Regions from separate parts of the Zea mays genome. Here region 1 is linked to region 2. A link is a contact called in public Hi-C data. All regions are on one chromosome and are shown on one strand. The core of a region is the stretch at or near the end of the contact, and the rest is flanking DNA. Distances in the headings are between cores, read along the strand shown.

The links. A called contact is a pair of places that touch in the nucleus more often than the background predicts.
Region 1: a Hi-C map of leaf shows a contact between it and region 2, with 5 times the contacts expected there. The contact joins the promoter of LOC103652919 here to the promoter of LOC100501077 in region 2. A contact is called at or near these places in 2 of 25 Hi-C or Micro-C datasets (leaf and tassel).

What each region holds. Positions count from the first base shown.
Region 1 is chr4:20,594,673-20,601,197 of Zm-B73-REFERENCE-NAM-5.0, forward strand. LOC103652919 (pentatricopeptide repeat-containing protein At5g06540) reads left to right here and starts at 3,382. Exons shown (of 1, transcript XM_008679912.2): 1 at 3,382-5,565. The coding sequence starts at 3,438. The coding sequence ends at 4,874. It overlaps LOC100217198 (ELMO/CED-12 family protein), which reads right to left. Exons shown (of 8, transcript NM_001143557.1): 3 at 6,093-6,208; 4 at 5,938-5,992; 5 at 5,733-5,853; 6 at 5,598-5,645; 7 at 5,402-5,496; 8 at 5,057-5,311. The coding sequence ends at 5,213.
Region 2 is chr4:20,276,414-20,283,175 of Zm-B73-REFERENCE-NAM-5.0, forward strand. It overlaps LOC100501077, which reads right to left and starts at 4,243. Exons shown (of 17, transcript NM_001322403.1): 1 at 4,163-4,243; 2 at 3,827-4,062; 3 at 2,836-3,023; 4 at 2,014-2,210; 5 at 1,691-1,880; 6 at 1,394-1,613; 7 at 1,105-1,312; 8 at 827-961; 9 at 553-744; 10 at 301-473; 11 at 49-237. The coding sequence starts at 4,165.

The DNA.
Region 1 (6,525 bases), core at 2,132-4,631, 320 kb after region 2:
GAACCTTCTTATTTTACTTTGAAAGGGTGCCCAACGAAATGCGTTGCTGCATCGTGCCTCCCTCCTACCGAACCCTCAACGGGGAGGGGGCCAAGGACAACGTAACCTAGAGTCCCTGCAAATGGACCCTAAGGATGGGAGACATGTAGGTCGACCCTACCCTCATCCTTATTAGAACGGACCTAAGGGACAAGTGGCGTGAATGGAGGGGGCCACTAAGGAAGCTGGTCAAGACTATGAACGCTTACGCCTCGAAAGCTATAATTATGGACGCCAGTGGAATTTTGGGTCCTGAAGTCATAGATACCTACCCCCAAGTGGACGAATGCTAACAAGGACGAAGCAGGAAAAGGCGCATGAAACCCTAACATCAATCATTAATTTATTCCCATTCTTACAAATTCTTTGGAAAAAAATTAATCCTAGTTATTTATTATTAGGAAACGTGAAATACAACTCTCTACTCAGTGCTAGGCGAAGGGTTCAATCGATGCTTCCAGGTCTTCGGGTATTGTTATCTCACCATCCATTAGCATGACAGAGGCATTCTCGATCCCGCTTGATCGAGTCGTCAAGATGAGACCCAGTCGTGACCAGTGCGTGGTGAACCCCGAGCCAGAACGCATTAGCCTCTAGTTCCCGAATGCGGCTAGCGATGAGCGCCATCAAGGAGGTCAGGGCGAACAAATCCTTTGATTGTGAAATCCCAAAACGATCGAGTTTGAGATCAATGGCCGCACACAGACTGGAGTGCTTAGTGTCAAAAGCCTACAAATAGTCTTCCGCGTGTGAAAGCTCTCCTATCACCTCTCCTAGTGAAACAAAAAATCCCATGAGGATCGCCGAAATTCGGAAAGTCAAGAAAGCGAAGAGGGAAGTACATGAATCTTACCCTCTGATGAGGCCCTCAACAAAGAGCGTTCAATGCCACTTTCTGGTAATGGCGCCTCATTAGGGTCTGACTGGACCCTCGTGAGGCCACGCCTCGCCTCAGGCACAAGATTCGTGGGCTCGGCCCCCCTTTTGATCTCGTGACCAGCCTCAACCACCACCTCGTATAGGATGACGAAACTTTCGTGTCCCTTTGACAGGATAGGCTGTCGCCATATGTTTCATAAAAAAATAAGGTTACTACATGATAAACATATGAATTTAATGCAATTGGAATTGATGAAAAAGGAGTTAAAATGAATTACTTATGAATTAAACAAGATTATAGAATTATTTGTATACTAGAAATCATTTTCTATATTAATTTACTCAATTTATTTAACTTCTGGGTTGTGGCTAGGATTTTCTAATAGTTCAGGGTTTAGATTGTTAAAATCAGGACATATCTGCTATGTTTTCAACATAGAGGGGGACGACGGGTTGATATGTAAAAAGGGTAGGGCTCTTTTACAAAATGGGATCGACGAAGGGGTATCCTTGCACTGGAGCCGATGGATCTTGGATCTACGGTCAGGATTAAATTATCATTATAATGAATCGGTCTTCAATAGGAACCCTAAGATAATGTATGCACGACCCGGATTTTATGTTGATCAAACCGACGTGGTTCGCCTGATCTATCATCAACGCTCCAGATGCCTTCCCCCCGAACTGGTATCCTACTTCTAATCCGGGCCATCGACGTTGGATCCGACGGCGCACGGACCCGCAACACTATCGGACGAACAGGGCGGCGCCGCCCCCAACGTGCACGACGGAGGTTCGCCGAAGCAACCCTGATTCCCAACTCGACAACCTAATTCGATCCCTGTTCGGTGCTATGCGAAGAAAAGGAGGTGACGACGGCAGCGTGGCAGTGACTCCCGGCCACGGTGCACGGCGGACACATGGTGGAGCTTGTGCCCCGACAACAAATTCTGAGGCCCTTGGTCACCAATCCACCGCAGCGAGGCCACAGACACTATCCTCGAGGCACGGTGAAACACCTAGGCATGATTCCGAGGACACGACGACGAGCTCACTAATTTGAATCGGGCCGCACCCACACCCTCTCTTGGTTTCTCTCAGCAATGGCCGGTGGTGCATGGATTCCTAGCACAGATGGATGGGGAAGGGGGAGGTCGACGATACACGACTCCATATATGGACGAGGTGAGACAGTTGGGGCGCCAGCTAACTCCCCGCTGGCGGCGAGATTGGCGGCGGGTTGTTATAGAGGGAAGCCGCGAGATAAAAGATGCATAAGAGCCCGGTGGTCCACTTGGCAGCGAGTATGGCACGGGTGCTGTACTGAATGGCTGAGCAGTGGGCCCGACATGCAGTACTTGGCACGGGCGCGCCTCACCTGCGATGGGTGACTGACCAGTGGTCCGGTGATATCAGCCACAGGACTGACGCGGGGGCACGTTGTTGCTTCGGTGTGGTTGGTCTTTGGTCCCACATGTCGGTGCCGCGATGTTGTGAGGGACGGTGACGGACTAGCGGGCCCCTCCCCCGGGACAGCGCGCGCCCTGGGTCTGCGGCGTGAAAGGTAAACCCCAACCCTTTTCGTAGGCGGTTGTCTTCTCTTTTGTTTTCTTCTTTTCTTGTCTTTTTCTATTTTCAAATTCAAGGATTCAAACTAAATTTAAATTCCTGTTTTGAACTTCAACCTTCCAAATATCCAATAAAATCCTAATATGAATAATACTTCTACGGTTTGAAATAGTATTATTTTTTTCTTTCCATTCTTTAATTCTTTTGCTCCCATATTCTCAGATCTCAAATTTCAATTTGAAGCTAGATTTGTTTTAAATATAAGTTTGAGTTTGATGCACAAACAAAGAAATTGTAGCATGATGCATAAGTTCACGTGTTTATTTGATATTTATCTAAAAAGGAAATATGTCTCAATAATAAGTCACATAATCAAAATGACTCTTTTATTATTTCTTAAATGACTAGAGTCCTAGAGACTATATTCCAGGCTTTACAGCCAAGTCCAATATTTGGCTTGGGAGATATTTAAGGAGTTGTTTGAGAATGGTCCCTTTTTTTATCTATTTGACAGGGAGATGGTAATATAAATCCATGCTTAAACCCAACTTTTTTTAAGAAAGGATTTGTTCGCTGTTCCTGATAGTCTTGCTAGATTTGTTCGCTGTTCCTTGGAAAACAGGGGAAGAACTCCCCAATCCCCATACGTGCCCCCGACGCCTGCGCAAGCCATCCGGATTAGACGTTGGCAACTCGGTGTATATTTGTGCCAAGAAGCTTAAGCTATGGGTTTGAAGCACCAAATAAATTAGGAGTACATAACAAGAGCTATTGAATATGGTTTTTCTACTATTTCTCTAAAATAAAGTTTTAAAAAAACTATTTTGGAGCTGTTGGACAGAGATGCTCAAATACATACCTAGACAGACTTTTGATTACCATTCTTCCTTTTCCGCTCGGCACCTCCCCATCTACGGATCTACCGAGCATCGAAGGCACACGATCCAAATATGCCTTCGGCGCCGCTCGTCGCGGCTGCCATCGGCACGCGCGTCAGCCTCCGCCCGAACCTCTCACTCCTCGCCGATCGTTGCGCTACACCTTGCGCCCTAGCCCGCGTGCACGCCGCCATGCTCGTCTCCGGCCGCCTCGCCGAGGACGCTTTCGCCGCGTCCCGGCTCCTGGACGCCTACGTCGCGCTCTCTCCGGATCCCGCTGCCGCCGCACTCGCGCTCCTCTCCTCCCTGCCCTGCGCGCCCAACTCCTTCATGTTCAACACCACGCTCCGCGTGCTCGCTTCCTCCCCGGACCCGGCCACCGCATTCCCCTTCTTCTCCCGCATCCACGGCACTGGAGCCCTCGTGCCCGGCCGGCACACATTCCCCTTCCTCCTGAAGGCCGCCGCGCGCCTTCCGCTCTCTCTCCCCGTCACCGAACAGCTCCACGCGCTCGCCGTCCGGCACGGGGTCCACCTCGATGCCTACGTCGCCAATGGCCTCGTTCGGGCCTACTCCGTGGCGGGCCTTCTCCGCCCCGCGCGCAGGGTGTTCGACGAGGTGCCCGAGCGGAACGCGGCCGTGTACACTACCATGGTCTCCGCGTACGCGCAGAACGGGAGGCACGAGGACGCGATGGCGGCGTTCGTCCAGATGGTCCGCGTGGGCTTCGAGCCCTGCGGCGCCGCGCTGGCCTCGGTGCTGTCTGCGTGCGCGCGGTCGCCGTCGGGCGGGCTCGAGATGGGCCGTCACGTGCACGACCTAATGGTGGCACGGGGCGTGGCAGTTGGTCCCATCCTCGGCACGGCGCTGGTCGACATGTACGTCAAAAATGGCGCCATTGAGGAGGCCTTGGCAGTGTTCGACGGGCTGCCAGAGCGGCGCGTGCCGGCTGCATGGAACCCTCTCATCTCGGGGCTGGCGAACCTCGGGCACGGTGAGCGTGCACTCGACTTTTTCAGACGGATGCAGCGGGAGGGTGTGCCACCGAATGCGACCACACTCGTCGGGGCACTCTCGGCGTGCTCCCACCCAGGGCTGCTGGACGAGGCCCGCCGGCTGTTCAGGTCCATGGAGAAGGACTTCGGGATCGTTCCAGGAATCCAGCACTACGGATGCATGGTGGACCTCCTTGGCCGTGCTGGCCTCTTATCGGAAGCGGAGGATATGATACGGGAGATGTCATGCAAGGCGGACACCGTGATATGGGGAGCACTCCTGACGGCCTGCAAGAACCACGGTGTCATTGAGATTGCGGAGCGGGCAGCGGTGGAGATGCTGAAACTAAATCCCAGTAACCATGGAGTGTATGTGGTACTGTCCAACTTGTATGCCGAGGCTGGTAGGTGGCAGGACGTGGACAAGCTGAGGAAGGTGATGAAGGGAGCGAGGCTCTCTAAAATCCCTGGGGCAAGCGCAGTTAATGGTGATGGGTCACTGGAGCAACCATAGTTATCGCCACCACAAGGAAATGTGCTGGTCTAGTTCCCCGTTGTGCTCATGAAAGTTTATGGCAATCCCCAGAAAAGATGATGCAGATAGGAGAATGATGGGTGGATCAAATGATCAATATTAGATATCTGACAAATGCTTAGACAAGTACAGAACATTGTAACACTTCTGAGAATGTGCATATCACCATCATTAGCCCAAATTAAGCATGATACCAGTACGTCATCACTCTACTTTGTTGCTAAAAAAAATCCTCCCAGAAATCAGACAAAGGGAGGTACTATACAGTTGAACCATCAACTCAGTTCTGTTCTCCGGCGAATTCGGTGTTTTGGTTACTAGCAAAGCAGGCTGTATGACGGCATGTCTTCGATGCGGATGACATCGTCCAGCATAAGCTCCCTCTCCAGCTGGGCTCGTGTCGACTTCAGCACCTCCTGGTAGTGGCACCACAAGCATGAGATCAGTAGAACATTTGCACTTTGAGTTGAAACATAGGATGAAATGTTCATATTCTCAGAACGTACATTGAAGTCCATGTAAGATGCATTCTTGTCCAGCCACTGCTTGTCCATCACAACAAATGCGACACAGTAGAGCAGATCAAATGCCCACTCATCCTCTGTGTCAAGGAAATCAAGAGCAAGTTGTTGGACACTGATGGCATTCTTTCACATGCCAGAGCAAAAAATAAAGAAAAAAAATCAACTATAACAGTCCTACCTGAGAGCATTTGGATAAAAATGGCTCGCACAAATGTTCTTGGCTTAGCTGTTGTTAACATTAACATCAAAGTTCAGAAAATCACATTTTGTAGTCATACCCAGGTGACATTGGAGAGTTCGGGTCAGTGCTTACTAGACTGGAGATCTAGCATCTGCATGATCATGAATGTAATATTTACACCAGCAACCGCAAATGGGTACTCCCATGTGGCTCTGTTACCGCACTGTTTATTTAGAAGTCTCTGAAACGATGCCTGCGGAAGTAAAAATAAGATTGTTACTCACCAGCAAGACTACGGCACTTTCAAATAATGAAACAGCCAGTACATATTGCTTACGGAGAACGTCTTGGCAAAGAACAAAAGATTCTCCAGGGATATGAATCCTGCGCCTCTGTCACAAAAGAATCAAAGGTCACTTGATTTGGTACTAGAGCTGCATGCACTTCCAAAGGCACTCTGAGGAATTCTGGTTTGGATTGGTCATTGTGTACCTAAAGTCAGTTGATGGGTCTCTTCCTTGCCAGCCCATGTCCTTCCACTGCTCAGATATCAAACCTTCAAGTTCTTGATCAGGGTATGTTGCATGCCAAAGAGCTTTCAGGGCTTCCTGTGTCATTGTTAGTATATTTGCTGTATCAGGGTTCAGTTGATTGAGATAGCAAAATAAACAGAGACATAACTAACCATGTGGAAAAACTACTGCCAAGCTGAGAAGTCAGCAGTAAACATTTTGCAATATAAATATGTACTTGCTGATTTCTAATGTATGCATAATTTTTTCACAATTTAGTACTACATAATTATATTTTTACGTTGTACCACATAACTATCCGTGTATAGAAACTAATGCCAACTGATTATGCAGTACTAAACATTTTGCGTAACTTTTTAGTTCCTAATTGCCATCATATATCTATGATTCAA
Region 2 (6,762 bases), core at 2,993-5,492:
AGAAATTTAAATAGCACAGGACATCCAAATACAAATGGTATATCATACCTATCTTGATCATTCATCTTGTCAAACTCATCAATGAGGCAAATGCCCCTATCAGCAAGAACTAGTGCACCTCCCTCAAGTGTCCATTCTCGTGTTACTGGATCTTTGTGAACTGCAGCAGTAAGACCAACAGCAGAGGCTCCTTTTCCAGTTGTATATACTGCTCTGTGTCCTGTTTTCTCCACATACCTGCAAGATGGCAAGTTATTGGCACATCCTCAAGGAACTGAAAAATGATTAATCAGTCCTTACTTAAGAAACTGTGATTTTGCAGTGCCTGGATCACCCAGGAGGAGGACATTGATGTCGCCTCTCAGGCGATGTTTTCCCTTCACATTCTTCTCTTGTCCACCAAACATAGCAAGTGCAATGGCAGTCTTGATATCTTCATGCCCGTAAATGGATGGTGCAATTGATTTGATAATCTGTTGAGTTAGGTGCTTAAGTTAGCGTATATTAGCTTAACACATTTTCATCAAGAGATTAAAGAGTTGAGTAACAAACCCTTTCTCCAATCCTTGGATCCTTTGACAACTTCTCAATCTCTGCTTTGTCCTCGTCCGTTAATTTGTATGCAGAAAACAAATCCTGTTTTTTTGCCACATAGTTTGCCTCAACCACTGTGGCAAAAACAGGGAAACCATTCTTTGTATTCAAAGACAGGTCAAAATTATTTGTGTATATCCCAGTGACCTCCTGGAGACAGCAACACTGAATGTCAGTCTAATTCAAAAAGTAATATGAAATGAAAAGCAAATGGTAGGTGAAGAAAAATTACAATCTCCTCTCCTGGACGAGCACAGTCAATCAGATCATTCAGAAGTATGACTTCCTTGTATCTGGGAAGCCTTCCAGCAGGAACAATTCCTGGGCTTTCCTGAAGAGTGAGTTTCTGGTAGTTCCTATATATAGTCTGCATGGAAAAAAGTTCAAGTATTAAGATTGGAAGAAACAATTAATTTTACTAGGATAACAATACAGCCCACATACAGAAAACTATATCGATATCACATAGCAATAACACAGTACTGTGAAAACGTGTTTAAGGTAACATGCCTGCTCGACATTGACTGTGAATGGCCCTTTGGATTGACATTCAGGGCATGATCCAACTTTCACCTCAGTGTAGGAGTTTTGGAAGAAAGGGCCCAGGATAGTTCCACATTTGTTACAGTCATACTTCACCTGCTGCAGCTGAGGGAATACACCAGATCGTCGGGTAACAACACCACCAATTCGAATCATTGTGTTCAGATGGATTTGCCTGAACAAAGGCATGTAGGACATTAGACCAAATCAAATTGATCATGAAGCTAAAGGATACAAAGTAAACTGTGCCATTTACCTGATATTGCGTATTTGATCATAGACAGGAAGGTTCGATATTCGAACATAGATCTTTTGGTGGATGTTCCTATAATTCTTGTGAAGATCAAAAACAACATTTTTGGCAACTTCTTCCATAACTTCAAGCACCGATTGAGGCGCATCAGCCAACCAGATGGCAATGTTTGGATGTATATAAATAAACTGCTTGTAGTCTATTTCCAGGCTACACTTGTTAGCTGCGAAAAAAATAGATAAGGGTCAGAGAAGCAAAGACCTTGTTTCATGCCAACCAGAGAATGTGAAGCAGACATACCTAAAACCATCTCATTAATAAGCCGAACATACTCAAACTCTCCTTGATCGTTCTTCGGATGAACATATGTCAGAAGAAATTCTTTAAATTTCTTTGCAATAAAGCGACGGACTTCATCTCTTGTGACCCACTCTCTCAATGTACCTTGGACACGGTACATGTTCATCTCATCTTCTTCATCAAATTCATCCTGCCAAAAAAGATAGTCAATTAAAGGATAGACAGTCGTTTAGAGCTGCAGAACATGGGGCTTACTAGTTAATTGGTAGTTACAGAACCAATTCAAGTTCTGAATAACCTAGTTTAAATAAATATGACAATACCTCATATGGGTCATCATCAGTCTGATCAGTCATAGGCACATCACCACCAGATGACATTCCACGATGAGATCTTCCAGGTGAACTAGGAGTGGCACCATCACCATCATCATCACTTCTTGGTGTTCTTGGTCCACTTGGTTGTCTAAAACTAGCCCTGTGCCTTTTAGGACGCCTGAAATTCGTATCATCATCTGTATCTGCACCATGAAAGGAAAGAGCTTTGAAATCACAGTAACTGACATCTAAATCTTGGACTTCTAATATATGTTACAAAAGTTTACACCAAAGGCAATCATGTTTCCCTTTTTTACAAGAATCTATAACTATCAATTTGCACAAAAAAACAGGCATGATCAGTACTGCTGCAAAACTAAGATTGATCGCTAATATCTATAGTGTGCTAAGTATATGAACATGAACTCAAACAAGCATCAATAAGTTCCTAAGCAAATAATTCATTTGCAGTTCAGAAATAAATGACACAGTTCTCCTACATGTGGAAGAACAATAAAATACTTTTACTGTTACAAAATAGTTGATAAAATGGAGGTAATCCAGCTCAATATTCAGTATAACTTGCAGTCTTCAAAAAATGAGATTTTTACAAAGCGTTAACCACACTGAAATCACCAAAGAAGAATGTGGTTAGTCAAGCACAAAACCAATCACTAAAGAAGCAGATACAACAGAACAAGAGCCCAAAGATGCAACATAAGTTCAATATCAAATATTCATTTGGTAGTTTAATCAAGAACATAAGTTCAAAATAACATATTTGCTCTAATATCCAACAGGAACTATCTCTTGTCTTGGAGCCATTACCCTGATCGTGGAGCATTCGTGGCAGCTTCCTATCAGCTGTTGCACCAGTCCTCACTTCCCTTGCATCAAGCTCCGCTTCCGCGGCCCTTCGATCAGCCATGATTTCATCAAGATTCCTCTCATCCTCGAGTGAATCATCTAAACCAACTGACTCATATTGATCATGCTCATCCATCCTTCGGTAATCACTGCAATCAGGAAAAAAGGAGTGAATGTGGAAACAAAAAAACAAAACTGACAGTCAGCAGATATGGTTTGTGTTGGCTAGATATATTGGATCATTCATCGCAATCATATAAAAGCTCCAACAGCGACCCTCAAAGCAAAGTGTGCAAGTCCAAATTCCCAATTTTGGGAACATACAGTAACTTGAGTTAACTAACAATGTGTAAGTTAAACATAAATTCGTATCAAGGCAGCAGAGCCACTTGATAAATCTCTCGTCGAAGATGGTGTGCCTGGGTATCTGCGTTTATGGGCAGAGAGTCATGCAAGGCACTTCAATTTAGCAAATTTCGAGATGGATTAAGTGGGTTTCCTTCAGACCGATAAATTTAGCAAATTTGGATGCACAACCAAGAACTAAAAGTTGGTTGTTTTCAATAAAACATAGTAGATTTAAGTTCATTTCAATCAATCCAGCAAATATTAGTTAAGTCTCTCAGTTAGCTACTCTCCTACAATTACCTAATAAGTACAATATCATTCCGCCGAGGACAATCTAATTAGTTGACTTTTTAACAAATTTAGTCAATAAATTGACCATTTCTTCTCTAAATGCCACAATTTGCCTACATTATGAGGTAAATCATAACAAATCCTTGAACCGCAGATATCTCACCAAACCACAGGCCAAAAACCATCGCATCTGCTAATCAACCCACGGCATCTACTAGATCCCCTGGTCCCAATTACCGAACCGCCCCAAAACCCACAGCATATCCCCGAAATACCAGCCCCAGTTGGCCGGGTCAGATTCGAGTTGGCTTACTCGAGGTAGTTGTCGTTGAAGAGGTCCTCCCCCTCCTCGTCCTCGTCGGGAGCCGCTACAGCGGCGGGGTCGTCGTCATCGGGTAGCACGTGAGGATCGACCTCAGCTTCGCCATCGTCGTCGGAGTAAGATGACGGGTCGGTGGCGCCGCGGCTGGTGGTGGTGTTGGGTGGCAGCCGGTCGGTGCTGAACCCGGGGGACCCCGGCGTCGAGGGTGCGTTGTTCTCCGAGTCATCCTGCACGACGAAAACGCCACAAAACCACAGCAAGAGGAGATCAGATCTTGCAGCGACGCAAGCGCGGTAGGAGGACGAGGCGGAGAACTCGAGCGCTTACCATTTCGGCCGCAAAGAAAAGTCTCTGGGCAGAGGAGGCTGGGGCGAGCGGCTATGGGAAACGGCTAGGGTTTAGGGGGCGGAGGGCAGACGGGGGCGGGAGAAATGGAGCGGTGTGGGATGTTATGACGGGGAGGTGGTGGAGCGGGCAGGCGGGAGTGGCGGGAAATTTTGGCGCCAATGGGCAACGGCTTCCCGCGCAGCAGGCAACTGTGGTGGTGTTACATGGCCCATGGGCTAGGTTGGACTGAGTTGGTGTTCGGGATTCGAGATTTGGGCATAAGATCGGCCCACATTCGAAGGTATTAGTATATTTTGCAAAATAAATAAATAAATAAAAATATAACTTAACTTCAAGTCCGAGATCCACTTCATAGGAATTTTCGTCGCATCATATTTCTTTTGGAATTTGGGTGTTCACATGGAGGACAATTAAAACTATGAGTTCTCAGTTTTTCTAGATTATTGTGTACTCTTAGAGCATCTCCAACAATAAACCCTAAAATAGAGTCGAAAATTTTAAAATAGAACCATATTGAATATATGTAGGGTTCAAAAAAATGTTTACTCCAACAGTCAGGTTTTAAATAATGTTATTTAGCAAATAAATCATATTATTAGAAAATAAATAGTTGGAAAATAAGTGAAAATGAAGATATGGCTCCAGTATATGGGATACTATATTTAGGATCCGAGAGAACGAGTCTTATAATCCTTTGATGAAATTTTATAAATTAGGGTCGTTGTTAGAAGGATGTTTTATTGTTTTAAGCCATATATTTAAAATAGGATCATGTTTAAAGCCTCTCTTGTAGATGCTCTTAGGCTATGTTTGAAAGCAACCCAGTTTTTAAGAACCATATTTTATCTTTTAGCTAGAAGAGACCAACTTCTTGGTTTTTAAGGAACTGAGCGTCTAATTTCTATAAACTGAGTTATAAACTGGTATGTTTGAAACCACCTCAAATTCTATAAACCAGCTTCTTAAAAACTTGGTGCTTCCAAAGAGAGCCTTAATAATATGGTTGGAATTTTACTTTAGATAAACATTGTTTTCTAAATTAAATCAATTAATCATAGAGTATAGAGTTGGTTGTTCCATTTACACTGATTGCATTTGTGTTTTTTAAATGTGTACAAGTTTCAAAAATCGTTTCAATTAATCATATATTTCTAATGAAAAAAATAAAAAGGTGGTATGCATAAGCATTCTGACCGTTTCAATGATTTGATTCATAAGTATGAATTGATAGAGATCCAGATGCCTGGTGGAGGCTTCATTTGGTCAAATAGCCACAAAATGACCCAACCCTATTTTTACGAGCAAATAGTGGGAGGTCATTTATCCTTTGGTCCACGTTAGAAAGCTCCCTCGGGAATTATCTAACCACAGCCCCCCAGTCATGTTAACTAAAACAGTGAATGATAATAAACAATCTGTCTTTCATTTTGAAATTGGTTGGCTCTCCCATCCAAAGTTTTTGGAAAATATAGAAAGAATCTGGGGGGAAGCCTTGTAGAACTAAGAGTGCTCTTGATAAAGTTCAGCAAAAGCTGGAGCTTTGCAAATAGTTTCTAAAAAGCTAGGACTGGAATGAAAAAGGTAGAAAAAGGAAAAAAAAGGAACAATCAAAACCAATTTTGGTTAGCCGAGCTGGAGCGGATTGAGGAGGAGAGGGGCCTAAATGGCCCCTAGACGGAACAAAAAGTCAGGATGTTAGGTTAAAATATGATGATGATGGAGGAAGAGTAGATTTACTGAAACAGAGATATCATGAAACTTGGCTTTTTAAGGGCGATGGTAACAATGAAATTTTCCATAGAGTTGCCAATGGCAAAAAAAGGAATATATATATATTGAGTTTTTGAAGAGGATGTCAAGGGAATTGAAGGATAAGATAATTTGGTAGAGCATGCTACCATGTACTACTCTGATCTTTTTGGCCATGTCCCAGGCAACTTGTTTCAAATAGATGATGATATTTGGGATAATGTAGACAATTTGGATGAGATTGGCAATTATAATCTTTGTAGACCTTTCTATAAGGATGAAATCAAGAGAGCTTTGTTCCATATGGAAAAAATAAAGCTGATTCGCTTGACAATATTCCTTCTGAATTCTATCAAAGTTGTTGGGCATTATAAGGAAAGACATAATTGAGGTGTTTGAAGAGTTTCATAGTGAAAAAGATCAATGTAAGTAAAATTAATTACGATATCATTTCCCTTCTCCCTAAGGTCAAGGAAGCTTCAAAGATCCAACAATATAGGCCCATTTGCTTACTGATTGTTTATACGAATGGATTACTATGATCTTGACTATGCGAATTGAACGTGATGCTCAAAAACTTATTAACAAACAATAGACTGCCTTTATGAAAGGGAGATTGGGAGAAGTATCATGTGTGGGACGATGACCCTTCATGAAATCTTGCATGAGACAAAAAACAAAAGGAGGTTGGGATCATTCTTAAGCTTGATTTTGAAAAAGCTTATGACAAAGTTCGTTGGGAGTTTCTTTTCTATTGCCTTTATAAAAGAGGTTTTTGTTCCAAATGGATTAGTTGGATTCACAATGTGACTGAAGGAGGACTGTAAGAG